Regions from separate parts of the Bos taurus genome. Here region 2 is linked to region 1. The links are chromatin contacts, called in public Hi-C maps. All regions are on one chromosome and are shown on one strand. Each heading gives the region's core, a stretch centred on a gene start, on an enhancer-like site or on the middle of the called end of the contact. The rest is flanking DNA. Distances are from core to core; before and after follow the strand shown. Region 1 overlaps FGD6 (FYVE, RhoGEF and PH domain containing 6). Region 2 holds the start of VEZT (vezatin, adherens junctions transmembrane protein).

Region 1 (6,188 bases), core at 1,048-3,547:
TTTGGAGCCCCCAAAAATAAAGTCTGACACGGTTTCCACTGTTTCCCCATCTATTTCCCATGAAGTGATGGGACCGGATGCCATGATCTTTGTTTTCTGAATGTTGAGCTTTAAGCCAACTTTTTCACTCTCCTCTTTCACTTTCATCAAGAGGCTTTTTAGTTCCTCTTCACTTTCTGCCATAAGGGTGGTGTCATCTGCATATCTGAGGTTATTGATATTTCTCCGGGAAGTCTTGATTCCAGCTTGTGCTTCTTCGAGCCCAGCGTTTCTCATGATGTACTCTGCATATAAGGTCAGTTTTCATTCCAATCCCAAAGAAAGCCAATGCCAAAGAATGCTCAAACTACTGCACAGTTGCACTCATCTCACACGCTAGTAAAGTAATGCTCAAAATTCTCCAAGCCAGGCTTCAGTAATACGTGAACCGTGAACTTCCAGATGTTCAAGCTGGTTTTAGAAGAGGCAGAGGAACCAGAGATCAAATGGCCAACATCTGCTGGATCATCGGAAAAGCAAGAGAGTTCCAGAATAACATCTATTTCTGCTTTATTGACTATGCCAAAGCCTTTGACTGTGTGGATCACAATAAACTGTGGAAAATCCTGAAAGAGATGGGAATACCAGACCACCTGACCTGCCTCTTGAGAAACCTATATGCAGGTCAGGAAGCAACAATTAGAACTGGACTTGGAATGTCATTTAGTCCATCATAAATTCAGGAAACATTTGCTGAATATGCAATTTTATTGCATATTCTATTAGATGCTGGTAATATAAGAGTAAATAATCAGGCTCCTGGTCCTCCTGCAATCCATAGTTTAGCATTTGTGTTTAAAGGGATACCTGACACCATAGAACCATGTTCTCAAATTTGAAACGCTCAACTTTGGAACTCTACCCTTTGTATATGCTCATTTCCTCTGTTCTTTGCCATCAACCGTTTCTGAGCAAAGCGTCCAGGAATCTGACTGGGTGCTGTTGAATTAAAAAGTCCCCGATTCTCACAGATGACTCTTCTTTAGGAAATGGTTACTATACCTCTGAATAGTTTTCTGCTTTAAGTTGCTTATTCATTGATGAGGCAATCAAGAAATGGTAAGGCTTACTAGGAGTTCATGTATTGAACACTTAGAGCTCTAACAAGATATGGTGTTTTTTAGGTTCTCATTCTTTTATGAGAACATGAAAGACTATGTCCTGATATATGAGGACAAAATTCACTTGCTTAATCCTTGAGGCTGCACATGCTAAATTAGTTTTGTGCTGCTACTGTTGGATGATGGTGATTATGGGGATTAATTAACCTTTATTAATCAAGGGTGCCACCTGGTGGCCAGAAAGTACATTTTGTGGTGCCCATGCAGACCTCACCAGCCTGTTTTTCTTTGACATAAATAACTTCAATAGCATTTGAGGCATTTTTATTACTGAAGTTTTGAAAAATTCTTTGCTTCGTTTGTTGAAAACAGGAAAGACATGGAATACTATAAATCTAACATGGCAAATCGAAATGACTCCTGTGTTCTCATTTTTTAAAATGATCGCCAGCGGGATCAGTTCAGTTCAGTTGCTCAGTCGTGTCCAACTCCACGGACTGCAACACACCAGGCTTCCCTGTCCATCACCAACACCTGGAGCTTGCTCAAATTCATGTCCATCGAGTCGGTGATGCCATCCAACCATCTCATCTTCTGTTGTCCCCTTCTCCTCCCGCCTTCAATCTTTCCCAGCATCAGGGTCTTTTCAAATGAGTCAGTTATTCGTATCAGGTGGCCAGCAGGATACTAGGACCTAAATGATATGTAGTGAACAATTCCACATGACCAATGCAGGCGTGTCTGTCTGGTCTCCCTTCCTGTGTTTCACCTGGCTTATGACAGTCACTGGGACAGCTGGTGATTTCATTGCTCCTTCCATCTGACTCAGAGGGTGATCAGTCTCCTGCTCATTCTGTAGTTAAGGCATGGAGTGATTCTTAACTGAGGGGCTCATGGTTGGGTCTTCCTAGAAAAGGTAAAAGTTCTCAAAAGGAAGATGTACTGCAATGAGATAACCTGAAAATACAGATGAATACATTAGAAAGTTGAAATTCTAAAATTCACTTCTGGAAAGCTGAATTTTGAAAGGTGAATTTTAAGTTGTTTTTTTTTTTTTAATTGGCAAGGAAAGTAAACCTAACCCCATTATCTTCTTGATTAATAGTATGATTTTGCAACAGCTTCATGGTGGGGTTTTTGCCCAGCCAATTTGTGTCTTTCCACTTTGTTCCTAAAAGTTTAGGTTGGCGAGCAGTAGCTGAACTTGAGTACAAGGGAAGAAAATGCAACTCAGAAACTTATCAGGCTCAGCATAGTGATTCTGAGGTCAGGATTTCCTAATACAGACAACCTCCAGTGACCGCTTTTGGTTTAGAGAAATGTCTCAGTTTGCATAGATATGTTTCTGTATTAACGAATAAGAATCAAAGACAAAATAGGAACTTGCTGTGAATCTGATGCTTAGGTAAATCTGCTTTCGTTCATGTGCTCTTCTGCTCCCCCAGGCTTAAAGGAACATCCCTTTTGACTAATGATGTAGCCTAAAAAGAGTACGTTTTTCTTCCTAACCCTGTCACTCTCATGGAAACATTAAATATTTGAATTCGCAAAAGATGACTTATACAGGGAATGCATTCTGATGGGGTCAGAGTGAGATTAAATTCATTTTTCATCCCTGGGTGAGGCTAAGTACAGTGTACGGTCAATATATTTTGTTAGTTTTGGAGACTTTCTTATTTGATTGGAAGAATGCTCTCCAATGTGTGTTCGGATTAGTTTGGGATCTAAATTGCTTGTGATGGCCTCTGGTGAGATAGAACTTCTGCTGTGGCTCACAGAAGCTTAGTGCTGTCTCCCACAGTATCTCACGGTGACTCACTGCCAGGGCTGGGTAGTTACAGTGTGCATGTCTAGACTCACAGGTTCTTAGATCAGTGTCTCAAAGACGTATAGTTTCAACAGCTGGGTGTGTATGTTTATGTCATCTATTAAGTTTGAAAAGCTGGCACCAATATCCAAGTTTCTCTTTGTGCCTTTTTGAGCATGACTTCATAAATCCATGGGATGAAATTATATTTGTTCCATAATATTGCTAAGTGGAGATTGCATGGTACTAACTCACTTCAGTCGTGTCTGACTCTTTGCAACCCCATGGACTGTAGCCTGCCAGGCTCCTCTGTTCATGGGATTCTCCAGGCTAGTGGAGTGGGTTACCATGCCCTCCTCCAGGAGATCTTCTTGACCCAGGGATCGAAACTGCATCTCTTAGGTCTCCTGCATTGGCAGGCGTGTTCGTTACCACTAGCGCCACCTGGGGAGCGCAAGTGGTGTGATGGTCTCTGGAACGATAGAACCTGTGCTGTGGCTCAGAGAGGCTTAATGTCATCTGCGGTATCTCCTAGTGGAGACTGGATCTGATAAAATGCATTCAGTCTTTTAATATGCCTTTCCTCTTTCCATTTCTAAGCTCCCACAGGAATTAGGATTGATTTTAGCTTTTACTGCCTTTTACCCACTAAGACAAAATCCTATATGAAAAAAATCTTTAAAAAAAAAAAATCATTAAGTATTTCTTGTCCCTTGTATGCCACGTCTCTGGCTAAGTGGTATGAGAGAAAGATGGTATCAGATGTGGGCAGGCCCTGCCCACAAGGAGCCTTGAATCTAATGAAAAAAAAAAATGATAGAAGGCATACAGTGAGTAACTGCTGTGTTATATTATTCAAAGGGAAAGAATATTTCTTTCAAATGGAAAGTTTGGTAGGGGAGGAGGAATTTGAGATGAGCCTTGATGAATTATGAGTAGAATTTTTATATGCAGAGACAGAGAAAGGATTCAGAAGAAGGGTGCATTAAAGACAAAAAGTATAGAGCCAGGGAACACATAGGAAGTGTTTAATAAATTGTGTAGAATCAAATTTTAATAAGAACAAAGGGCTGGTGTAAGGCAGTAGCAAGAAAGAAAATCAGAACAGTCAACAGGGACCATGTAGTGGGGTCTTGAAATTACAGGAAATGGGATTTGTTTTAATTTGGTAGTTAAGTCGTTCAGCATTTCTCAACTGGAAGTGTCACTTTGAAATCCAGCAATATTCCTTGGTGTTAAAGACTTATTAAATATAACCTATTGCCTTAATTTATTTTGTGTTGCAAGAGCTGCTGTGTACCATGTCGCTCATTTACAGACCATCTGGACCAGGGTTTCTTTACTGCAGCCCTGTTGACAACGCCCTAATGTTGACATTAGGATGATCCTGCGCATTTGGCAGATGTTAAGCAGCATCTCTGGCCTCTAACCCCTCAATGCCAGTGGTGTCCCCGTTCACCCAGTTGTGATCATCAGAAATATCTTCAGTCGTTTTCAAATGTCTTGGGAGGTGGGTGTGGGGCAAAGTTGCCCCCGTTTGAGAACCACTGGTCTAGACACACATATTGCATTTTTTGGGTATGTATTCTGGGCATTATTAGACTCTTAAGATTGATGAATCTGAGTCCCTTAGGCATTCAATTTATTAATGCTTGAATTTTGGAAGTAGACGTACATCTGATCTTGGGATTAAGGTATTTACTGTGTGTTGGAGTAAAAGTGTTGAGCTGGTCATCTGGAGACCTGGATTCTGATCCTGGCTGTGCCACAAAGAGGTGGGATTACTTGGGTGAGACGTGTCCTCAGTAGCCTGGTTACTCATCTCTAAAATCACCAGTGCAACCTGTAGGCTCTTTCTTAGCTCTGATTCTGTGTCCTGATTTCAAATTGACCCCAGGGCTTTATTCTTCCATTTTTAGAAAGTTAGCACAACCAGAATGAATGTGTATACTAACCAATAAGGCTGACTTATTGGTCTGACTAATAAGGCTGACTAATTTTTTTTTCCTTAGTGCTTTATTGTACTAAATACTATATATGTATTTTTTTCACCTTTTCTAGATTATTTGAAAAATCTCTTAGAAGACTCTGGAGATTACAGAGACACTCAAGGTAAATGATTTCTGTGGTCTTAAGTGTTAGAAGTTTTTATGTTACATTCATTTGGACCTAGAAAGTAAAAATGTAACAAAACCCATATACAAAACTGTGTTTTATTCATAACAAGCCTTTTTAAACTCTGTTTTGGGCAGATGAAGATAGAACTAGATAAAGTGTTAGTGGCCTGGAAGCAGGTGAAATTATAGGGACCAAAGATGCCCATGGTCAGGCAGCCATGGGAGCCAGCCTCCTGAGAGGGTGGTCCCAGCATAGTGTGTGATCAGGAAGCGTCGTCCTCCTGGGCTCAGTCTGTCTGTGCCAGGGTGCGTTCACCTTCAGTAAATGTCCACCAGCTTTCGAAGGCAGAGATTGAACCAGTTGATCTGCAGCATCCTTTCAGGCTTTAAAATCATGAGTCCCTGAAGTGACCAAACAATACAAATTAGAGGTAAGGTCTAAAATAATCTATTATTCTGGGACTGTTTAAAGATGGGCATTAGGTTTGCCATCCTTCCACTCCTTACCCCAATAGTACTTATCGGAAATAGTCTAGTACAGTACAAGGGATTCACTGATATTCATGGGATAATCCACTGTGTGTGTGTGTGTGTGTGTGTGTGTGTGTGTGTGTACGCGCGTGTGCGCGCGCATGTGCATGCAAGTATGTCTGTCTCTCTCCCTCTCTCTCTCTGTTTCACACACACACACAAGGATTTAATTCCATTTGGGATAGTAGTGTTTTTTTCTGTTTACTCCCAAACTACCTCTTTTGAATGTCATAGGTATATCCCTGGTTCCAATCTACAGAAACCCCCTAGACAAATCCATCTCCACTACGTTCATCTTATGAATTTTGATCACATTCTTGTGCATCCTCCTTTACATTATCAGATTACAAAGCTGAAAGGTCTTTAACCCATTTTGTAGAGATTCTTATTCATTCTATTAATCATTTTACTTCTTTTTCTCTAACATCTTCTTTCACAAGGGTTGTGCTTTAAAGGGTGCTTTTTTAAAGGAAAAGATTGGAGTGGGGGATAGAACATGCTTCTTGTCTTTGGTGAACATAGTTTAGTTGAAGAAGGACGTCTGTGATACCCTTCAGGTAAAGAACAAAGCAGATAGCTTTAAAGTAAGAATGCGCTGAGCAGCATAGAATCATTTGAAAGAGGGAACAAAGC
Region 2 (5,995 bases), core at 332-2,831, 79 kb before region 1:
AGAAATGAGCACGCATTATTATTATTCAGATATCTAACCACATAACAGGGTTAAAAAAAAAAAAAATCCACCCAGTCCCTTTTCTCTAGCAATCTAAGTAACATAGATTTTTGTCTCTCTTTCATGTCCCACATGCAATCTTATAACTTGTTTCCTCAATTTTACCTTAGCAGTATCTGTCCAAGCCATTATTCAATTCGGTCTTCTCTCATATCTGAAACTCAGGCACTTGTATTCCCTACTGACCTCAAACCAAGACACTTCCTTTTGGTAAAAGAGCCCTATCTTTCACTACTTCTCCATTCTAGCCCCATCAGACTGCTTCACATAGTGACAGTTCACACTCAAGTCCTGGAAAAATCTGCACCAGATACCTTCACACCTCCCAAGCTTGGCATACTTTGTTCTCGTTCTTCAGAATGCATTTTCTCCCTTCCACCTCTCTAAACAGACTTACAGTTCAAGACCCACCTCCAATATCCACTTACTGGGTGTAGCGTCTCCGAGTACAGACGGCAGTTTCCAAACCAATCCTCCAATGACAGTTTGCATATATTTCAACATATACCATTCTGCACTATTTATTGTCTAGCTTCTTTTTCGTAAAGAATGAGCTCTTTCTTTTCTTAAATTTCTTAAAAGCAAGTTGGATGAATGGACTTTGGTAAAGCATTCATACACATGCCTTATACAGAGGTGTGGGTTTGCGCCTGTGTCTGATAGATAAACGGCAACAGAAACACTAGAATTTTTTTTTTTCATTCAAGATGGCAGAGAACGTCTTAAAATAGTCCCCACACAAAAGCACTCTCACCAAAGCCTCGAAACAGAAGAAACAGCTACACCTAGAGCAACAGCAAAGGACAAAAGAATTAGACGCTGAGACGCCCCGGCCCTAATCACCCACAGGAGGTCCCACACACAGATCTTAAACCACGTTAGAAAACCAGCACCTGCTGCCTCCACTCGAAGAGCCACGCCTCGACAGTGAACGGTGACCTCGGGCACTTCTTGATATTGACCCCAAAAAATCAAGGACGAAAAAGGGGGAGGCTAAATCGTATGGGCGAGTACCCAAAATCCACGACTGGGCCCCGCCCCAACCAGGAGCAGTTACCCCACCCCCACACCCAGCCAAGGCGTATCCATCACCCGGGAAGGAACAAGCTGGGCTCGCGTTCACCGGCCAGGCTGGGAATTCTGGGAGGACCCAAGGCAGAGACTGGGCGAGGCAAGGGCGCCTCGGGCTACACCTGTCAGGCAGCGGCCAACAGTAGGCCCGGAAATCGACGAGATTCGGTGACCAAGACCGGCAGGAGCGTCACCCGATCCGTCGCTCCCTCGATCGCCCTCTCGCCTTCTCCCTCGTCCTTCTCAAACAAAGGCAACTCACACGCACCGCCATTTTCCCCTTACCTCAAAAACCACCTCTTCGTCAAAATCCGGTGTCATCCTTCTCCGCCATGCCACCCGCCTCAGCACGATGGGAAATGAAGGCGGGAGAACAGGCTGCACCCAAGCGTCTGCCTCTGCCAGTCCTTGTGTGCAGAAAACTACAATTCCCATCATGCCTTGTAGCTCACGCCCCTTTTTAAAGCCCGCTCATTGGAGCCGAGCTTGAGCATGTGGGCGGGAGGGCCGGGAACGGGGTAAAACTTGGGCCCTCTGATTGGAGGAGGTTGGGGCTTTTGTCCGCCTTTTACGGCCGCGACTAGCAGAGGGCGCCTGGAGCTCTGATTTTTTTTTTTTTTGGAGCTGGAGAAGGCCTCGCACTGGCGAAGCCGCGGTGAGCACTGCTCGTGCGCGCGCGTGTACGTCCGCCGGGAGCTCCGCTGCTCGGTGCTCGTGCCCGCCTGCCCGTCGCCGGCGCTCGCGCCGGGGAGCGCCGCCGGGTCCTTAGAGCCGGCAGGCAGCTCCCTTTGTGCGGCGCTCGCGCCGCGGTCCCTCCGGACGGAATGTGGGCTCTGTGGGAGTTTTTCTCTTCTTCCCAAATTCTTGAAACAATGGACTGTAAGGGGCGCGGGGATTAAGGGGGGCGAGCTGGGAAGCGACCTGCACTGGGGAATCATGACTTCTGCTGCAGGTAAGTGACGGCGCTCGAGCTGCCGCTGGAAAGTTTGTAGCGAGCGCTGCAGGTTTGGGGCTCGGAGCTGCTTTCTCCCCCGGGATAGGTTAGTAGTGTTCCCTCTGCCTTTCTCCGGGACTGCGGCAAGTGCGGAGCAGACGGTGTTTGCTGCCGGATTTTCTCGTCCCTTCGTGCCTAAGAGGGGCTCTTTGGAAATCATGTGTCTCTTGGGACCTCCCTTTAAAGGAAGACCTTGTTGGGGTCTCTTAGCTCCAGGAGAAACGGGAAATGTAAAGAGGGCATTTATTTTTCTTTCCTAAAATTTGAGCGACTTTGCCTTTGCGTATGAAAATAGTTTAGATTCCCATGTTAAGAAATCAGTTATTCTAGGAAAGGGCAGCGTTCCCGGAGTGTTGAACTTAGCCACTAGGCTGTGTGGCTTTAACCTCAGTGAGGACTGGAAACCCTGACCCTTAGTGAAGAGATTTAGACATTGTTACTGCTGTCCTGGTGGGTTTCCCCCTGTTATCTAAGAATCAGAGGAGTAGAACTGCCTGCCGATGCCAAGGTTTTTGTTCATCTCCACCCGGTTTTTCTGTGCACTTTTTTCCCCTGTGTCTACCTGGTTAGTGTACACAAAGCCTTATTTTCTGTTTACCTTCCTTGGTCCTTTCCCTTCATCCATATGGCAAAGCCAGTTGTATTACCTTTGTGTGCACTCTGAAGAATTTTATGGACAACGTTCAGAAGGAACAGTTCCTATTTTCCGAAATAATTACTGAAGTGGTATTATATTCACTTATAATAACATAGGTTAACTTTTAAGTTAGAACTTAATAATGTATTCAGTATTAAGTTTTTTTAATTTTTGTTTTTTTTTTAAATAACAATTTCGCCCACATTGAAAGCAATAAACCTTCATTATACATTTAATAGTAAAACAGTGTAAGACTTCAAAGTTACTTCTAGAATCAGCAGTTAAGTATCAGATTAAATTTTCTTAGCTTTTCTTGGCATTTGTTTTAAATTTCTGTAACTTGAAACTGTCAAACAGCACCCTGAATGTTCTGATTTGTGTTCTTTCTGAAGACTAGATATGCTAGAGGTTGTACTGCTAGGTGTAATCTGATTACAAACTAAGGAGCTGAGAAGTTAGCCAATAGGAGTAAGAAAGCAAGGAAAGCAGTGTTCCGGTAGTAGTATTTCTGAAGAAGATGTTGTGGATCTTCCCTTTTGATGTTATATGTGTGTGTAGAGGATGTCATCATATACTGAGAATTACGTTATTTATAAACTCTTCTTTCCTTACCAAAGGAAGCCTTTCCACTTACTTGAGGTGAAGTATTTTCATCCTAAATTTCTGTGCCTCAGTGTAATGAACAAGCCAAATTTAATTTAAATTTAGATTTAAAATTATTGGAGATTTTAAAATCCTTCCAGCCTGTTTTAACTCTTCCTTCCTTTGTCAAACGCATTTCAAATTCGTACCTTGGATGTGTCAACTTTCAGTTCCAGTCCCAACAGTTTATAAATGAACAGATACAGAAGCATTTAATTGATATTTAAATATGTAAACCTGATCTAGGTCTCAGTTTGGAATTGTATTATTTCATTTGAATGACCCTCAAATATTTCAGGCTATTTTTATATTTATCAACTTTACAATTAAAGAAATCCAGACATTTTTGTGGTGTTTAAAAGAGGGACACTTCCTGTGTTTAGCTGAGTTAGTTGGTTTTTAGCATAGCTGGCTGAGAAGCATTGACGACTTTTTTGTTTGCCCATCTGTTAAGATTTATTATAACTTTTTCTCATGTCTAAATGGGGAATATAGAAAAGAACTGCCCATCTTCTAACAAAATTATGTGTTCATCATTCTTACAAGCTGTTTATGATGCTCTTTGGAACAAAATTTAAATGCATTAAAACTTTAGGAACATTATTGGCAACTGGGGGAGATGTTTGTTTACACTGAACCTAATCTGTGGTATTGTTTGGGCTGGTTGGCTTAATTTAAGGACATAAGAAAAATGTAGAATATCTAAATTATATGTATTCTAAAGAAGAGCTTGCTTTGTTTTTTTTTGCATCTGTAAAAGAGTAGGCCCACATAGAGATTTTAGAATTTTTAAAATCAGTGTCTGAGAAAAAGAGAGCTAATTATAGGAATGTATTTTATACCTTTATGAACACATACAGGTCTCAGTGTACGTGCGCTGTGCTTTGCTTTTTGGCTGGTCTAGTAGCTCAAAGTGTTGCAAGTGGGCTGCAGCCATCTGTGTGTAATAGATGACGAGTGTGTTTGTAATTGTTAGAATAGTGTTACTAGTGCTTTACACTCTTACCTTATTTTTCCCTGGAGCCAAACAGCTGTGTAAATAAAAGATTTGCTGCTATGCTCTAAAAAGTTTCAAGTCTGACTGTTGATACAGTATTAACATCCAAAGGTGCTGGATTTATTGCAAGTTTGACATTGGAGCAGACCGTCTCATAATGGCTTGTTATTTTTTGATTTGTGTTTCTTTCAAAATAGAGCCACTGAAAATAATGATGAATTTCAAATATTTCTGTGCTACTGACTTAGTTGAACACTTATTCCTACTAATAATTAAGAACTTAGTAATCCTATTGAAGTTGATTCCTACAAACATATTATTATTCTATGTTTAAATGGTATTGATTTTTTTTTTTTTTTTTAAAGAAATATCTTGTTACTGAGACATAGTAAAGACTATGTGTGTGTGGCAACTCTGTCTGTTCCCAGGCCTAGTGTTCAGCACTGGGGATACAGCAGAGAGACAAAGTGTCTGCCCTCCTGGAGCTTGTCTCCTTGTGGTGAAGACAGAGGGAGGTACACCGAAGAAAAATCACACAGGGCAAAGGGCTCCGGAATCTAAGGGTTCTCCTGAAGCAGGTATCTCAGACGTATCACCTCAAAGTCATTTAGACTTTAGAGTAATCTGTTCAAATCCCCCATTTACAAGTAAGGAAACTGAGGCAACCAGTTCTGCATAAAAACACACGGTTAGGTTAGTCAGCTCTCCCAGTTACATTATTGGTTTCCTCCAAAACAGCGTTAACTAGGCCAAAGTTCACAGTTCTTTAATTCATCGAGTATGTGTTGAGCAAGTTAGGTACAGAATGCTGTGCTGTATTTGTTGGTAATCAACCATAGTTCATGTAGTTAATTGAGTTTCTGGAACAGGAAGAGATTTATGATTCTTGGAAGCAGACCCTGTACAAAACATATTTAAAGAAAAGAGTAAAGTTAATACCAAACATTAAAAAAAAAAAGATTGAACTGAAATAGCAAAAATTGATTGAGTGAATGACCCTGAAATTTCTGAACAGGCTTTAAGATTCAGTAAAAGATTAATGAGATCAGAGGTGTTTTGTTTTGTTTTTTTGGGTTTTTAGCTGTGGTAAGATAACCTAACATAAATTTAGCATCTATACTAAGTGTACAAAGCAGCAGTGGTAAGTGCATTCATACTGCTGTGCAGCCAGTCTCCAGAACTCTTTCCACATTGCAAAACTTTTTTTTTTTTTATTCCTTCAAAATGCCCAGAGGTAGGATGTTTTCAGAATGGTTACAGAAATGAAATCAGTGTGACAGTCTGCCAGTCTTCCTTATCTTGAATAAGATGGGAGGTTAGGAAGAAGCCTAGGGCAGTCATACTTTCTCTTAAGACTTTACTTAATAGGTCAAGGGTTTAATTTAATAGACCATGACACAAAGCTTTATCATTAGGGTTTGAATGGTTTTAAAATATTTTCTACCTAAAAAAGAACAAGCAAAATAATAACGTGCTTATTGAACATTTAACTGAAATTGCATGGCTTTGGGAATTTGTATTAAGGCATTTGGGAACTACCTCATATCTTTTTTTATTATAACATTATACTGAAGAATTAAATGAGAAGGCATCT

What was found. Hi-C and Micro-C count contacts between places; a contact is called where the count stands out from the background.
Region 2: a Hi-C map of an unstated tissue shows a contact between it and region 1, with 3 times the contacts expected there. The contact joins the promoter of VEZT here to the enhancer-like site in region 1. A contact is called at or near these places in 4 of 11 Hi-C or Micro-C datasets (blastocyst, liver, skeletal muscle and 1 more).

Annotation. Positions count from the first base shown.
Region 1 is chr5:24,786,075-24,792,262 of ARS-UCD2.0, reverse strand. It overlaps FGD6 (FYVE, RhoGEF and PH domain containing 6), which reads left to right. Exons shown (of 21, transcript XM_005206128.5): 9 at 4,969-5,019. Among named protein-coding and RNA genes, the nearest start is that of NR2C1, 29 kb to the right of the region's middle. Within about 2 kb of position 2,297, at least 9 of the 102 cell types and tissues checked have an H3K27ac peak or open chromatin away from gene starts, as enhancers often do.
Region 2 is chr5:24,864,545-24,870,539 of ARS-UCD2.0, reverse strand. It overlaps VEZT (vezatin, adherens junctions transmembrane protein), which reads right to left and starts at 1,581. Exons shown (of 12, transcript XM_059886849.1): 1 at 1,417-1,581. The coding sequence starts at 1,569. It overlaps FGD6 (FYVE, RhoGEF and PH domain containing 6), which reads left to right and starts at 1,860. Exons shown (of 21, transcript XM_005206128.5): 1 at 1,860-2,083. The coding sequence starts at 2,068.